Linked DNA regions of Zea mays: all the other regions are linked to region 1. A link is a contact called in public Hi-C data. All regions are on one chromosome and are shown on one strand. Each heading gives the region's core, a stretch centred on a gene start, on an enhancer-like site or on the middle of the called end of the contact. The rest is flanking DNA. Distances are from core to core; before and after follow the strand shown.

The links. A called contact is a pair of places that touch in the nucleus more often than the background predicts.
Region 2: a Hi-C map of endosperm shows a contact between it and region 1, with 2.6 times the contacts expected there. The contact joins the promoter of LOC100284029 here to the promoter of LOC100279503 in region 1. A contact is called at or near these places in 3 of 25 Hi-C or Micro-C datasets (ear, endosperm and tassel).
Region 3: a Hi-C map of endosperm shows a contact between it and region 1, with 2.7 times the contacts expected there. The contact joins the promoter of LOC103626898 here to the promoter of LOC100279503 in region 1. A contact is called at or near these places in 4 of 25 Hi-C or Micro-C datasets (ear, endosperm, leaf and 1 more).

Annotation. Positions count from the first base shown.
Region 1 is chr5:133,454,429-133,458,492 of Zm-B73-REFERENCE-NAM-5.0, forward strand. LOC100279503 (Topoisomerase II-associated protein PAT1) reads left to right here and starts at 1,547. Exons shown (of 6, transcript NM_001152504.1): 1 at 1,547-1,713; 2 at 1,806-1,959; 3 at 2,487-2,641; 4 at 3,489-3,542; 5 at 4,011-4,064. The coding sequence starts at 1,950.
Region 2 is chr5:133,619,824-133,623,835 of Zm-B73-REFERENCE-NAM-5.0, forward strand. It overlaps LOC100284029, which reads left to right and starts at 1,602. Exons shown (of 6, transcript NM_001156927.1): 1 at 1,602-1,934; 2 at 2,587-2,756. The coding sequence starts at 1,793.
Region 3 is chr5:133,277,074-133,280,800 of Zm-B73-REFERENCE-NAM-5.0, forward strand. LOC103626898 (E3 ubiquitin-protein ligase SINAT5-like) reads left to right here and starts at 2,343. Exons shown (of 3, transcript NM_001319708.1): 1 at 2,343-2,795. The coding sequence starts at 2,520.

The sequences.
Region 1 (4,064 bases), core at 297-2,796:
CAAACTAAACTCTCTCACAAACATATATCTCATATACGCTTGCTCATATGCGATAGACGATGATCATTGACCTCATCCGAGTCCACAGAGCTATGTTCACCATCGCATTGGAAATCATCGTACAAGCTAAGGGCTTCATAATCTTCAAGAAGAGGTTGTGGACCAATAAGAACTTCCTCTAGATCCGTGCTCACATGGTCTAGACCTTGTGCAATTTCAGTAACAACACTTATGGCATTAATCAGACTATTCTTGTGCAGGTACTCTACATAATCAAGCACATGGTTGCGTCTGGTCAACCTCCTCAACTCATCGGCTGAGACTTGCATCTATCTAATGACGTCTAAAACACCATTCCAAACTCTATTTAATCTCTATGCCTACACAAAAAATCGAAGAATGAGATTCTCTGACACATCAATATTGCCAATCCAAATCTATAATGTTCCTAACACTAAAACATACCGAATCATGTGTGCTGGATTATCGATGGCGCAAGCGTATTCTGCTAGTGCCATAAAGAATGTTGCTCGTGTCGAGCGAGGCACCCACGGTGGCTGTGCCCCTACTCCTAACAATGTCATTTGCCTACGTTTTGTCATAGATTCTGTATAGTTATGTAAACTCAAGTATAGTTCTGTAAACTCAAATAGTCACTAAAATAGTGACTGCGTATAGTTCTATAAACTCAAATGGTGACTGAGTTGAGGGTAACGAGATAATTTGGAATAGGGACTCAGTTTTGTAAACGTAATAGTGACTGAACCATTACAAATTCATGTGACTGAACCATTCCAAATTCATGTGACGCAATAGTGACTGAACCATGTCAAATTCATGTACTCTGCTTTCTGATGGCGTCTAAAATCTAATAGTGAATGAAACATGCAGTAATATAGCAAGAACAAATATAAATCTCTTACCAAACTACCATGGTCTTGAGGAGTAATGAGAAAAGGGGAGCTTGGACTGCATCGACGCCTCCATTTCCGACGAGCGCGAACCAAGAGCGGCTAGGAGAAATGGATGACGACTACTCATGGACGAGAGCGCTCTCGGCAGCGTGGAAAGGGGAGCTTGGACTGCATCGACGCCTCCATTTTCAACGAGCGCGAACCAAGAGCGGCTAGGAGAAATGGATGACGACTACTCATGGACGAGTCTAACTTGAGATGTGTTTTTAGCAACAGGATGACAAGTAGAGAGGAGAAAATCCAGTAACAGCCGCCGTGAGAGAGCCCGGCGTGAGAAAACTATAGACAGGGTTTAAAACACATACGATAACCAATCTTCAATATGGCAGATGTTATAATACTAGAATCCTAATTATCTGTCTTGGAGTAATAATTTTAAGAAGTTGGAATACCTGAGTTTTTTTTAAAAAAAACTCGACAGACGGTTGTAATGGGAAACAAAAAAAAAATCCAAAGATAATGTCCCTATCTTTAGGGCCGGTGCTTTCTCACGGGAAAAGAAGGAAAAAAAAGCCTCGTCCAGTCGTCCCAGTCCCGACCCCTTCCGCCTCCGGGACTCCTGCCTACGTCATACCATCGGGCAGCCGAACCCTCGATTGGCCGCCGCCGCCGTAAGAGAGACCGACGTCCTCCTTCCACTGCCGAGCGACACCTCGAATTTCTCTCTCATCGTCATCCCTTCTCCCCTTTATTCGCGTCGCGCATCTGGGAGATCCAGCCAGCGTGATTTGTGTTATCGGTAAGGAATTGTTCATGTAGGAGTTTCGTTTTGGTTTCTCTTTGCTGCGAGTCCATGCAGTCAGATCCGTGTCTCGCTTACTCCCCGTGCAGGTAGCTTTGGATTTGTTTGTGACCCGGCGCTAACCCAACCCATCCGGTGGTGGATTCAGCTTCTTGGATACCTTGGTGGCGGATGTTCTGCTCGTAGCAACTTGTCTCCCAGAATTTTTTTGGGGGCTAGACGCTACCCCTGCCATGGAATCAGGTGTTCAATCAATTCCTCCTAGTTTATTTGTATTCCCATGAGTGTACATTTTTCATTTGGTTCTTATGATAGCGATTGGAGTTGTTCCGGTGAACCATATTCGTTTCCCCTTGACTTTTCTTTTTTTTTTCAGATTATTTACACTGTCAATAAACAGTTTTTCCGAAATCAATGAGTTGAGATTTTTCTATGGGGTTTGTTGGCATTTGATATTATCTTAACAATTGGTTGAATAATTTTGCTACAGCGGTCATGGATAGCTAATGACGTCTGTTGCAGTTAGTTCTGATGTCCACCATTGCTTGGATTAGCTTTTAGTCTAGTGAGGGAATAGGTTGTGAATCTCCAATGGTTCTGATGCAGTGTTCCGTTTTGAGCTCATTTTAAGCTGCCTTACTGCTGGGAACTTCTTTGAAGCTGTTGTACTCTGTAACAATTTCTTAGCCTGCTATATCTAGTCTTGTTTTTGCTATATTTGCCCTATGGCATCTGATACTGATTGCCAGATTATTGATATCCCTGTACAGGCGATACCAAATTTGATGCATCACAGTATGCTTTCTTTGGCAACAATGCCGTGGAGGAGGTTGAACTAGGTGGATTGGATGATGATGATGATGCTGCATTTATTGAGCACGAAGATGAAGAAAACCCTCTTTATGGGAGGGATAATATGTTGGAGGTAGTGTAGATGATCATTTTTTGTGCTTGACAGAGCTTACATATGTTTGAAGTGATAAATGTTATCGATTTTTTTCTTTGTTGATAACAAAGATGACACAGTGAATAAGTTATATGTTTGTGGTTTTATAAACCAAAGAATTGTTAGTTATTATGAAGCTTCCTTTTACATGAGAAGGTAGCATGCTCACTTTTCAATTTAGAACTTGAGGGATGAGTCTTGAAGGAGTTGATTTGACCATTCTTTGCTTGCTCTCTATTATCATTCTGTTTGTCATTCGGAGCCTGGTAGAGGGTACCAACAATTTTGTGTCACGTAAGTTCATACATGCTGGCATTGTCATTTTTGTGATTCTGAAAACATTCAACGCTGATACAACTGAAAGCCTGTGAAATAACAGTCATATTTTTGGGGTTGGTGTGACATTACCAAACATATATCACCTTGAAATTTTGGAAGATGGCATTGTGGTTTTTGCAATAATAAAGTTGTTAACAATTATAGGATCAGACAGTTAAATCTTGTGTACATAACCTAGAATTACAAAGCTAATGATGGTGTTGCTTTTCTTGTACTGGAGTTAGTTCCACTTGCACACTAAGCAACTTTTAGCTGTAAATTATGTCACGAAGCGGATATTGCAATTTATCATTTAGGCTGGCTGTGTCCTGTGAACTCTTGTTCTGCTTTTATTTTTTATACCATGGAACCTCAGTTGCATCCAGTAATGTTTTAGGCATGGTGTACTGCTTTTTTTATATTTCAAGCTGCAGGCGTGCCACATAATTTCTTTATGCCAACACAAGAATGTATCACTACTCATACTGATGAAATTTCGTTTTTGCAGGAGGGTGTAGGTTCATTTGCTGACATTGATGATCTTGCTGGAACTTTCTCGAAGGTTTGCCTTATTTGTTAAATATGTACATGCATAAGTAAATATGTATGTCTTGAGATTTATTCCTTAGAATAATGATGCAACTGAGTTATTTTGAAAATATAATAGCACATGGATTTAAGTATTTGTAAGCCATCACATGAGCTAAAAAGATCTGGTTTTACTTATACCTCAACAATTATGTACAGTGTACCAAATTTACATGTATACCTTGTTACATTTAGGCCCTGTTTGGAACCCCTAGAGCTAATAGTTAGCTAGCTAATAAATTAATAGCTGGGTTGATCCAACTAATGAACTAGTTAGCTGTGAGTTAGCTAACAATTTGTTGGTGTATTAGCTAGGGGTGTTTGGAACCTCTACAACTAATTTTAGCAGCTAATTATTAGTTTTGTAGGTTCCAAACAGGGCCTTACTCATTTTTTATTGTTATATAGATGATTTACTTATTTCATGTTTCTCCATTTTCAGCTGACCAGAATAGTCAATGGACCAAAGCAACCAGTAGTAGTTAGTCATAGTGGA
Region 2 (4,012 bases), core at 352-2,851, 170 kb after region 1:
TTCTAATTAAACATAAGTACAAAATTAAATCTCAAAAACACTTAAGTGAAACCACTTAAGCAAACTATTTATAAATCATAGGATCACGATTTATTTTCCATCTTTAAGTTTAATTATCACGTGAGGGTCCAGGTTGCTCTTAACTGTGAGCACGGTTGACATATCATTTTTACACTCTGCAAAGGTGGTACAACTTTACCCACAAGCCATGTATCCCATCTAGCTTAGGTTGTACGGACCCATAAACACTGCCAAGGTGAATGACTAGGGATCCATTACGAGGCTTTCACAAAATATCCTTAGTACAAAGCCAACCGCTAAGGTTTCCACGTCAGTATTGATGACCCTCTAGGCGAGGTAACTTAGCCAAGACTACCACCCTATGTTAACATAAGCTTCCACCACACCACTGCCGCCCCTTCTTGCCCATCTTTCAGGTAGGGTTGCTAAGCACTAAGTCTATAGAGCTATATATTGCCAAAGCCAGAGCCATTATAGCACTCGTGGTTGCACTGTTATCCTGGGTGGTCACTCTATGTGCCATTTAATACGAAATGATCTTGTTTAACCATCGGGTTAATTTCATAATACAAACTTCATTTCTGGAACATTAGTATCATTAATGAGTGACATCATAATTATCAAGTTGAGCGGTAGCACAAATTGCTAAGCATAATATTTATCCCAGGGTAATCCAGGAATAGGGTTGGTATTTATAGGAAACCCTATTTAGACAAATCCCATCAAATTATGCAAATATTCGAAAAGTAAATATTATTATATGCATTATTGGGTACAAACAGAAATGCAGAGGGAGAATCCACTTGCCTTGCTCGAACGTGTCCTGCGGGTTGTCTTAGAACGTGTTTGGATCTTCTACCACACAGTCAGCTTCTAATATAGATTCACATATCGTACATACAAAAAAAACATACACCACATAAATAAACATACACCATTACATGTGTACCATTCACCATTACATGAACAATCATATACCACACCAACTATACCTTCGTCCAGTGTCTCCCATCCTTCTTCTATTAGGGTGTGGGTTCAAACCCCACCTCCTACACTGTTTTTAACATTTTACGCTGATTTAACCAAATAGCCCGACGAGCTGGTCCGACATGGTCAGCAGGGCGGTGTGCTGTGCCTGCAGCGTCGGGCCTAGCGGGCCCGTGTCGGGTCGTCGTTTTCGTTTAGTCGTCTATATGCAGAGGTGTGGTTTGGGACGTGGAGGTTGACTGCGCAGAGGGGACCGACATGTTAATTTTAAATAGATGTGAGGGGTTATTTGTAAAAACATGACGCGGAACGACCGTTGAAACTGATAATTTAAGTATAGATATATATTATATGCTAAACAACATCATCATAAAAATTAATAATAATTATGAATTTTTTAAATAAGATGAGTTGATTATATTTATGGTAAAAAAGTTAAATGAATTATAAATTAGAACCGATAGAGTTAAAAAAATTAAATTTGGATCATATTCCACATTTCCTGTGTGACTAGTCCTCGTGTTCAACCTAAGATTGACCGACTGAGGTAAGCGCTGATGGAATTAGATACCAAACCTAGACTATAGTGACGTAAGTAGGTAGATGATGCCGCTAACAGTAACACAGAGCAAAAGACTCCAATTTTCCCACGGCTACTGAATCACGGATGCTTAAATCTCCCCAATCCGTATCTCTGTTTCCCTCACAGCGCGGCTGCCTGTAACCACTCCAGGTCTCCAGCGAAGCAGGCTCAGGCGCAACGCAACAACACAAGGCGGCGGTTATGGCCTCTGCTGCTGCGACGGCTACGATGGGGACGGGGAAGGTGGTTTGCGTCACCGGCGCATCAGGGTACATCGCGTCCTGGATTGTCAGGCTCCTACTCGACCGCGGCTACACCGTCCGCGCCACCGTGCGAGACACCGGTGCGCATCCCGGCCCGTCCTCCCCAGTCCCCTTGTCTTCCCTTTTCCACTGTTTCCTTGTGGTAGCTAGCAGAATCGCTATGATGTTTTGTGAGATTGGTTAGGTTAGACTGGGAATTGATTAGTTGGCACGGGACTGGATATCCTACCTTGGTAAATTTGGGATGGCAGATTTGGTACTATTTTGCTTATGGATCCACTTGCCGGAGGCACCCGAAATCTTTGATTGCATCTGTAGACTGAAAAATGCTGCTACCGATCAACTTGTTTGGTCAGTTTCTTAAGGATTACTTTGTATCCCCATACATATCGGTACACCAAATTCCAAAAGGGAGAGAATAAGCCCCTCTCTGGAGAAAAAAAGAACAGGAACTCTATGTCCAATGTAACCCTCGGGAACAAAAGAGTGTCATGAATATCGGCTGAAACATATGGCTCAAGTGTCCAACCTCATCTTCACTCTCTTCAGTTTTATGTGTACTTCTTACTTCCCTTCCAAGTGGCTACGTATAAACGAATTTTACCGGACTCTGCAGTTCTCTATGTTGCGCTACCAAACTATTATTTTTTACTATTTTCGCACTCTCTGTTCTTCATTTCACATACGCAATATTACCTTTGGCATACAGTCATTGTTGTCTTCACTTTTCAGCTGACCCAAAGAAAACATTGCACCTGACTGCGTTGGATGGTGCTAAGGATAGGCTGCACTTATTTAAAGCTAGCCTGCTAGAAGAGGGTTCTTTCGATGCTGCAGTTCATGGATGCGACACTGTATTTCATACTGCCTCTCCCTTTTATCACAATGTCAAGGATGCTAAGGTTTGTTTAATGAAAACTTCATGGAAAGAAGAGTTCCCGTCTGCTGCTAGATTTATCATACATTTACAATTTTTATCAGCTTCAAGGTGCATGGTGTCGAAGCCATGTGTGTTGAGCTTCTGTACTTGCCATGAATTTATTGTTGTTATTTTGCACCTAGTAACTTACGTGCCCTTCAGGGTCTTGCTACTCTTGCATTGAGCCAATCCCTTGGCTTATTTGTTGGGGGCATTGTACTTCAGTGTGTACTTTTATTGGTATTCCTTATTGGATAGGGTCACTTTCTAATTCAAAAATTAATCTAAGTGATTAGTCCATGACCATCACGTCAATACCTAGACCAACTTGTTTATGCTATATTATGTTTGTAAGCCCTACTTTTTGTTCTGAAAGCCAAAATTCCAACTATTGATTTACTCCTGTCTCAAAGTAAGTGTCACTCTCACTTCCTGAGACTCAAACGTCTTTAATAAATATTAATATTTATAGTACGTAATTATTATCATTAGATAGATTGTTTAAATCTCTACTATACTTAAAGCACCAGTTTCAACGGTCATCTTTTTACAAAAAAGTCCTACATTTCTTCCAAATCAACTCAACGTAAAATGTTAAAAATCGGTGCAGGAGGTGTGTTATGTTAAAAATCGGTGCAAGTGTTGGGATTTGAACCCACACCCTGATGAAAGAAGGGTGTATCTGGCGGGCTCGGTGAGATTCGGGGGAGGAAGTACCGGGATCGAGACGTTGAGGCGGCGCTCCGGCGGCGACTAGGGCGCCGAGGTGGCGGGGGCAGGCTCAGAGGCAGCAGTCGGGTGCGACATAGGAGAAGGCGACACGAGCGACGGTTAAAATGAGCAAAAGAGAAGCAGACGAGCGAGAAGAGGAGGTCGGTGCGTCTGCGTGTGCCGGCTTCGTCGTATGTCGCAGTCGCCTCCTGAATTCCACAGTCGCCCAAACAGATTTCCTTTTCAAATTCCTAAAATCGTTTTAAATCAAATTACACCTTCCATCTCAAATTATATACGGTTTTAGTTTTCTAATATTTTTTATTATATACCCTATATACAAGATATTCAAATATATAATCTCTACTATACTTAAAGCACCAGTGGCTATTATACGTCCATGAGGACGTTTCACATCATGTGTGCACCATCGTTTTCGCCGTCGTCGGACGTCCTGTTCGTCTTCCTGGCCTTCGCCCTGTTCTTCCTCCCCAACCTGTTGCCCCCGCCCACGGTCGTAGCCGCGAG
Region 3 (3,727 bases), core at 1,093-3,592, 180 kb before region 1:
ATTGAGATCCTCTTTGATTAGAGATACATCTGGTTCGAGATTCAATGGTTCTATTAATGTTTTTGGTTTGATGATGATCATGATGTTCCTCGATGAGGAAATGGTTCACGAGTTGGCTATTACTAAAACTTGGCTTCCACTAATAATAAATAAATGACCAACTAAAAGCAACTGCTTGAGCTTAACTCCACATAAAGCTAGTCCACCTCAGCCAAACGTGACATTTATTGAGTACGTTGATGTGTACTCACCCTTGCTTTCACAAAACACCAGGCTGCCTTTGGTGCAATCTATGCTCAGGTAAAGAAGGAGAAGAAGACGTCAAGGCGGATCTCCAGGAGTTCCAGGACTTCGACGAGTTCGAGGATTAGGCTAGCGACCTCCCCAGTCAGCTGCCTATGGTGGGTTAATTTACGTTGGCTACATTTCTATTATATGCACTTTGATTTATATTATGTAAATGACTCTAGTCTTTAATATCATTACTTACTCTTTATTGTTATTCGAAGCATTTGTGCTATGATGAGTCATTTATGTAATCGCCATGTACGTGAAATTTCTGATCCTAGCACGTACATGATTCGCATTCGGTTTACCTTCCAAAACCGGGTGTGACATTTCACCCGAGCGCTGTCCTGACTCGCCTGAGCACGTCTCGGGTGACTGTCCGGTGAGGTCGAGACTGGTCCAAGTTTGGCCATACTTAGCCAACCTTCTTCACTACATTTTTGCTTGACTTGAGAAGTTCCCTAGCACTTAGATGAACATTGTTAGCACCTAAAACAAATAACTAAGTGCTAGAAACGTACATTTGCTTCAATTTGCTTTTCTAACCACCTGTGCTCATGCTCATAAGAGCAGTGCTAGTTCTTAGTAATGTGTTGAGCATTTAATCACCAAAACAACTGGAAATGTCCCAAGGGCACATTTCCCTTTCAGGAACTTACTGTCAGATCGTACCTCCTAAGTCAACAACAGATGACGATCACCGCGAAAGGAAGACAACGGCTCGCGATCGATCTTACTGACTGTCGGTGGGTGCACTCGACGTGAATCGAAGTCGGGCAGCGGCGACAGCACCAATAATATTTTTTATTTTTAGGGTTACATCGGGATCGAAGCCCGTCCGCTTTTATATTGGTCGGGGTGGGGTGAGAGGGCGCGTCCGCGCGTTGTTTTTTGCCGCCTTTTTTTGGATCTGAGCCTATCGTGTTGGCCGCCAGCACGTGGCCCTCGCGCGGGTCAAGCTGATCCCAGCGTCGGGGGCGCGGCTGGGTTCGGGTCAGTGGCGGAGGACGGAAAAGATCTAAGGTATGACGAAACATAGCAATGATTTTTCACTCAGTGGCATAGATAGGAGATCCACTGCGCAACCACCACCATCACAGTCTCGTCGAAGATGCCATGACTGTTGCTCAACCCTTGCGATGAACGGGCGACCTTGGTGCTGTGGGAGACAGAAAGATAACTGAGCGATGGACATCTGAGCCATGGAGACACAAAACAGTGATTTGGTGAAGTAATCCTAGCATACGTCTGACAAACTGTACTCATGTGGTTGGCTCCAAGTCCAGCTAGCTAGCAAGAAGGTCGTAGTCAACTGTCAACGTGCCAAGCAAAGGCCAAAAGGCCCATAGAGAGTAGCAGCCTGGAGGCCTGGTAACGGTTCGTAAAGTACATGCGTTTTTGTTCTTACTCCGACCGCCGATGGTAAGTTTCTCGTAGCGAAACTTAATTTCCTTATATGTGCTTATGGTACACAGTGATTTTGGGGTAAATTCACTAGAAAATTAAGGTATGGCGGATGTCATATCTTGCCACACTGAGAGCTCTGCCTTGGTCCAGGTGAAGCTTTACCCTAGGTGACAAATAGCGTTGGTATATATATAATGTGGAGGCTTAGAGCTGTATAGCTTTGCTATCTTTTATATTTGAAAAATCTATACAAGTGTAGCGTTATTTGGATTTTTAAAATGGGCCAATAACCAAACGCTCTCACATCAAATTCCTGAAAGACATGTGCTCTGACAGTCTGACTGCGGCCAGCCCACGCCCGCGGTCCTGCGTCCGCCGGTCGACAGGTTCAAATTTGAACGTGCGCCGCACCACACCACACACACAACAGCAGTCTGCCTGCAGACCGTCATAAAAAACCCACCCGAAAAAGGCACCACGACAGTACGCCACGCCGCGTGCTGGGTACCCCCACCGCATCATGCCCCCACCACCACCCGCCGCAACCGCCGACCCCACACACATTCCTCCCTCAGTCCCTCTTCCCCCCGTTTCATCCCTTCACACCCACAGCCCACCTGGTCTGTCATCCCCTTTGCTACGCTCCCCTTGCCCTGTCCCCTCGCCGCCCGCGCCCGTGGAGTTCTTCGATCGAGTCCTCGGAGCCCGGAGCACCTGGTGCAACAATCCGGACCCGCGCGAGGAAGGGCGGAGAGAGAGCCGAATCTGAGCCTCGGCACAAGTTGGGCACCCGTCAAGATTCTCGGCCCGATCTGCTGCGGAACATGGAGCTGGACAGCATCGAGTGCATGTCCTACTCCGACAGCATGGGGGACGACGACACCGACGCCGTCACCTCGTCCCAGCTCCCTCGCCCCTTCCTCAAATCCTCCTCCACCGCCGGTACTGCCGCCGTCAACGTGGTCGTCGTCTCCGACCGCGTCGGTGCCGCCGGGCCGGTAGCGGGAGCGGGTTCGCTGGTGATTTCGCCAGCCACGGGCGTGCACGAGCTGCTCGAGTGCCCCGTCTGCACCAATTCCATGTACCCGCCTATCCACCAGGTGCGCCCCGCTCCGATTCCTTTAGTGCCTTCGTTTCGGGATCTTGGCATGTTAGCCCTACCAAGGCTGAGGTTGCGTGATCTGTTGCTACTTCCAATATAGGGTTAGGATCTTTGTTGCTTGTGCTCGCGGTTCTTGGTCATGGGGAGACCTGGCCGCTTAATTCCCCGCGATCTTTCTGTCCCAGGCATGCGTAATCGGTACATTTGATAGGGGAATAACTTTCCTTTCTTCATCTATCGCAAATGCGTCTTGCCCATCCTCTGCATCCTGCAAACCACCGATATAGCGGGACATTCGATTTTTGCCACTTACTGTAGCACTCATTTAATTTGTGTCATGACATCATAGTCACTGATTTGGTAAAAAATTTGCCACCCACCTTTAAATAGTGGAAAATAGTTAAATTTTCCATATAGCTAACTGTGTGATAATTGCAGTTTAGATACAGAGAATCTAAGATATTGTAATTGTCTCGAATTATCGATGTTGTCAATCTAGTTTCCTTCCATATTTGTTTGTAGTAATGGATTGTGTTTCTGTTCCTCAGTGGTCTCTAGTCTTCGAATGAAATCAGTGTGCCGCAAGGAGTAGCACCTCGTTTGAGTTTATGCTTGTCAGCTTGTGCCTGGAATCAGAATGTGGGGCAGAGCATTAATAGATGAGGATTGAATTAGCCTCGTCATTCATGTCATTCGTCCATTCAATGCTTGAAGTGAATTTAACACTGGGAAGCAAGAATGAGGGTTAGGGCAGATGTTTATGAAGTGACGTGTTCCTTTGGAAGCAACATCTATGCCCTTCTATATCTAATAAAAAAATCCCAACAGTTTCCTTTTCTAGTTTATTTGTGTTTTTATGGATGCTGTGTGTGCGTGCTTTCATGCCCGTACCCAAGAGGAAGATACAATGTTTGCAAACTAGAGAAGTAG